Linked DNA regions of Gasterosteus aculeatus: region 1 is linked to region 2. A link is a contact called in public Hi-C data. All regions are on one chromosome and are shown on one strand. Each heading gives the region's core, a stretch centred on a gene start, on an enhancer-like site or on the middle of the called end of the contact. The rest is flanking DNA. Distances are from core to core; before and after follow the strand shown.

The links. A called contact is a pair of places that touch in the nucleus more often than the background predicts.
Region 1: a contact with region 2 is called in a Hi-C map of liver, with 4 times the contacts expected there. The contact joins two enhancer-like sites. A contact is called at or near these places in 4 of 6 Hi-C or Micro-C datasets (liver, skeletal muscle and whole body).

The regions. Positions count from the first base shown.
Region 1 is chr16:15,921,652-15,924,351 of fGasAcu3.hap1.1, forward strand. No RefSeq gene overlaps it. Among protein-coding and RNA genes, the nearest start is that of epb41l5, 25 kb to the right of the region's middle. Within about 2 kb of position 1,315, at least 1 of the 9 cell types and tissues checked has open chromatin away from gene starts, as enhancers often do.
Region 2 is chr16:15,701,876-15,704,575 of fGasAcu3.hap1.1, forward strand. All of the region lies in intron 2 of LOC120834297 (partitioning defective 3 homolog B-like), which reads left to right. Among protein-coding and RNA genes, the nearest start is that of LOC120834297, 24 kb to the left of the region's middle. Within about 2 kb of position 1,431, at least 3 of the 9 cell types and tissues checked have open chromatin away from gene starts, as enhancers often do.

The DNA.
Region 1 (2,700 bases), core at 65-2,564, 220 kb after region 2:
AATCTTTTGTTTTTGCCGCTACTCTGATTATTCAGGTTGTGCACACGACTTCAAGGAAACGGCGTAACGAGGGGAAAATGGGGTAATCTGTCCGTCATCGTCTCCTACCGGGGGACACCAGGTCCAACGCGTCCACCAGGTGCGCCGCAACTAATGAGAGCTGAGAGGACGAGGACGAGGCTGATCGGTGGGCGCCCGAGACGGACAGCTGGTGAGTATTATGGGGGGGGGAGGTCTTCCAATGCAAGTGAGAGGTACACCTGCTCCCTGTGTGTGTGTGTGTGTGTGTGTGTGTGTGTGTGTGTGTGTGTGTGTGTGTGTGTGTGTGTGAGAGAGAGAGAGAGAGAGACACATGACAGGAACAAAGAGTGATGGGAGCGAGCATTCAGCATCACCTACCATGTGTGTGTGTGTGTGTGTGTGTGTGTGCATGTATTCCAGTGTGTGCACTGCTGTGGACTAGATTCCAGGTGTTTAAGCAGGCATGCGTGTGTGTGTGTGCGTGCGCATGAGGGGTGATTGGCAGCACCCGTTTGGGAGTTGCTGATAACACACACAGGAGGGCGACTGCCACAGATGAGCTCTGTCAAGCTGTCTGCCCGTCACACACACACACACACACACACACACACACACACACACACACACACACACACACACACACACACACACACACACACACACACACACTCCAGTCAAGGAACGTTTATTCACGGAGCACATTGAAGAACAACAAACGGTGACCGGGGGGTTTGACACAGAGATTCAATAAAACGCAGACAGCACAAAATGAAACAGAAACCGATATTTAACACGTGAGGTCGTTGTGCCTCATGACGAGGCAGCTAAACAGGGAGGAGCGTCGTCCAACTATAGTGGCAATCACACCTTTGGTCTGTAAGCGGGTGCACGGAACGGAGAGCTGCGATTGGCCCCCCGGAGCCGAGGGGGCGGGAGGTGGAAACGGGACGCCGAGCGTTTCGGAGACGTAAAAGTAAAGAATCAAAAGGTCTGTGCTCTTTGGTTTGGCTTTTCGTTTTCCACCCGGATGGTTTTACAAACTCAACGCCGTTTCAAAGGGAGCGTGTCGCCAACGTAACAATGCTGGCTGGTTTTATACTTTCTCAAAATAGACCCCCAAGGGAAGCATTCATAAGGAAAATAAAATAAGGCCTAATAAACAGAAAGCCTTCTTTCAAAGAAAGACTTTTCAGGACTGAGTGCTCCCCACACACACACACACACACACACACACAGCCTGTGGCCAGCCATTGAACCCGGTGCACCAATAACAGCAACAACAGCCTCCCCCTCTGCAGGGAGAGAAAGCCTCACCCACACGTATCTCTTGATATCCGGGCTGACACGTGGAGCGGCTTCAACGTGGGGCAGGAGGATGGAAAAGGGAAGCTGACGTTTCTTCGGCGTTAAAGACCACACATTAAATCCTGTGGTCAGGTCGGGACGGTGGAATCAGTTCACCCCCCTCACAGGGCCGATGCTCCTCCTCTGGACTTGGTGATCGGAGAGTTTAATCAGAGCGTTTCCGCTCAAACGACTTACGGCTGGAGGATTTAATCGAGGCGAGTGATCAGCGGAAAAGTATAAAATATATAAATCACATATCTGTGACGTGTGAGGTGGTGGAAAGCGCTGACGAGCAGCGTCGCTGCGCCAGCTCAGATATGCAGTAAAAAAATGAGATGAAATAATTCTACAAATGCATTTAATTAGTTGAAATCATGATGAACGGTTATGAATCACACGATCAAACTTGCCATCCATCGTTTCTAATAGCTAGAAAAGGAATTTCACCTTTTTTTCTTTGATGGAACAACAACACAGAATACGTTGTGTATCTTTTCTCTGTGTGTGTGTGTGTGTGTGTGTGTGTGTGTGTGTGTGTGTGTGTGTGTGTGAAAGCTCACCTGGCGTACACGCGCACACATTGAAATGCATATAATAGACATTTACCAACATAAAGCAGCCCTTCAGGGATCAATTACCCTCACTGGCGTCTTTATCATCTCAAAGCTTTGACTATGAATACCTCCCCATCCGTCCACACACACACACACAATGGTTGAGATATGGACTCTTTTCTGTCAGAAAAATCTCCTGCGACAGCTCGCCGAGCAGCAGAGTGTGTGTGTGTGAGAGACAGAGAGAGACACTACCTGTTGAATATTCAGGAGCTCTCGGGACGGTTCAGACCTGGCGGGTGAACTATGAAGCAGGTTCTTCATGGTGTGTCAGTGAGGAGGTTGATTAGTATGTTTTATTTCTGTATGCGTAGTTCTGTCTTGTTGCCAAACTAATTTCTATTTTCTCGTCCACGAGGCTCGTTGCGAGGTAATAACGAGATAAACGTTGGTTGCCCTTTGAAAACAGCTGGATGAAATGCTTCTCATGTGACAATCGTCAATGGCTCTTATAGTTTAAGACTTTATGAAGCATTCTGTCTGGGGTGCAATGAGGGACACGTGGAAGTTCATTTTATTGATGGTCTGCTGGTATCACAGATAAGATGCAAACATTTCTTACCTGTTGTTTGGTAGCAGCAGTGCAACACTGAAAAAAACAAAATGCAACCAGGAAACGTCCTCTCACACGTGCAGGTAACCATCACGGCGATTCACAATATTAATGGACCTGTGAAGATGGACACACACACACGGGGACACACACACTCTATTTCCT
Region 2 (2,700 bases), core at 181-2,680:
TCACGCAACGATACGTCTGTGTAACATGTTGTGCGTGTCTCTCTCTCTCTCCCTCTCCTTCAATCTTAGGGCCTTGTTTTTTAAATGTCACAGTATTTCTGTCCCCTTCGTCTCTTTTTACGTCCCGTCTGTCTCGTCAGGCTTTTTCTCAGGCTCCACTGAGAGGTGGGGTGACTGCGGATCAATGGAGGGTCAGCGCACATGCACACGCCAACACACACACATGCACACTTCAAACCGCTGAGCAAGTACATTTCACTCATCCATATTCTCCTTTCTGGAGATAACGCCATTCTGGTTATGGATCACCATGGCGATGGATCGATTGCAGCGGGGAGGTCACAGTCAGAGAGCTGTGTGTGTGTGTGTGTGAACATTTTGTGTGTGTAATTATATATATATATATATATATATATATTATATAACCGTATGTGAATGCTTAAACAGGGTATTTGTATCCCTTTGTGAGAAGTGTATTTTCTTACCCGTGCATTGATTTGTTGTTGTTGATGTTTGACTCCAGAGATCACGAGAGCCGAAAACTAGAAAGGTGGAGAAAGGAAAAGATGAAAAGGCAACAGAATAAGGAATAAGGAGCACGGAGAGAACGGGTGTATCACATTCACGTGTTAATCGATGAGCTCTTTTGTTGCTTAGTGGGTGTTTCCAATCGAGCGGAGTGCTGGAACATGATGATTGACATCTGATTTGTGTGCAGCCGCTACGACTCAGGGGGGGACATGGGGACAGCCGGCGGAGGAGAGCCGGGGAGGAGGTCACAGGAGGCAAAGCCAAGGGGAAACAATGGGGAGCTGAGAGAGGAAGCACACCGAGGAGAGGAGGTAACCAGGGGAGAGGAAGCCAAAGAGGGGAGACAAAGTGACGCCGGAGGGAGAAAAGCGGGAAGATTTGCTGATGAAAGACGAAAAAGGCCAACATGTACACCGCCTCGGGGGTCATTCAAATTCTCTTTGTGATCCGCACAATTAACTATTTTCATCGGCGACACACAGAAATGAGCAGAGCTTTTTGTAAAGTTACTTCTCACGCTAGCTTGGTCCTCTCCGCCTGGTGACCTGATCGGGACGGATTAGCACACCTGCGACTCTTTAACTGAGCTGCATCAAAAAGCCTTTTTTATTATTTCCAAAAGTGGACGGATGGCGTTTAGAACACGTAAAAACATGAACCACGAGGCCTCGATCCATCGGCTCGTCTTCCTTTGAGCTCAGACGCACACAGGTACACACAAAGAAGGAAAATAACGGAGTCAGTGACTTGGTCTTCTTGTTTCTCTTCTCCTCACAGGCAGTAAACACTTCTTTTGTCTAGACAGAAAGACATGCTTTACACAATAACACACTGAGGGGGCGGGGAGAAATGTAGCTTCTGTAGTGTTGAGCTAGGTGGTGCTGTCAGTCTACCCACTCTCAGTGTGTGCGTGTGTGTGTGTGTGTGCACCTGTGTGTTTGTGCGCCTGCGTGTGTCACTCAGAGAGCAGGTAAAGTAACATCGGACTCAGAGCTTTGTGAATTTGAAGCTGCAGGACATGTTCTATTCTGAATAGTTTCATAATTAATCTTTTATATTTTTATAATCGTGCTTCATTAAGAACGTTCCTTCTTAATGGAGAAGCGACAGCGAGTTATTAGTGCGCCATCTCGCCTCCTCTCGGTCCTGGAATGTACCGCACTCAAAACCATTCGAGCCAGCAGCAACCAGCCCGTGATCATAAAAAAAACATGAAAGACTGCATGACTCTGCGTAGAACTACACACACATACACACGGCCCACATGTGATGGACAGGTGTGGCCACCTCCGCTTTGGTGATGGACTGCTCGTTGCTGAAGAAAATGCTGACTTCAGAAGGTGCCAAAGTAACAACATGCACTTGAACATCATAGATGTATTTATGGTAAGTGGACATGAGTGGAAATCAAAGCTCAGTGCTGCACAGAGAGCTGGAGAATATTTACAGATTGTTTTGTGTGTGTGTGTGTGTGTGTGTGTGTGTGTCCATTCGCTGTGTGCTCATGCATTTTGCTGATTGTAGCATTTTATCGATCCACTCCAAAGCAATCAATCGGGTCCTAATCGACCCGATTATAAAGGGTATGATGTGAAAAGGGATGCGTGTGTGTGTGTGTGTGTGTGCGCGCGCGCACGTATCGATGCCATGTTGGCCACTTAAATCCTGAACTGCGATTAATCCACCCATTCAAATATTGTGTGCTCTTTCAATTTTAATAAAAGGAAAGGAACCAACGCTGCATTTCTCCGTCTCCCCCCCCGCTCTCACTCACACATCCATTCACTCACGTGTGCACACGCACACAAACGCACACTTTGAGATGCTGAGCAGTGCACATGCCACTGTGTATAATGGTGTATATCATTTGAATTTCCTTCTGCCCCCATAAAATCAATGGCACAATTATGGCTGTTGGCGAGCTGCTCATGTTTAACGTTTTTGAGCCGTAGTCAATTAATGTTGATTACCTGAACTCCAAAATATCACCGTAGGCATTTCTTTGGTCGGCGCATTGGCATCTACACGGATACCGATATTATGTCCTTTTCATCACTCACAAACTATGGCGGCGTGGACAGCCAGCTTGATTGACATCTCATCGACACAATCGAGTTTCATGAGTTTAGCTCCGCCCACCGGCAGCCTGATTAGATGTCCATTCAGCCT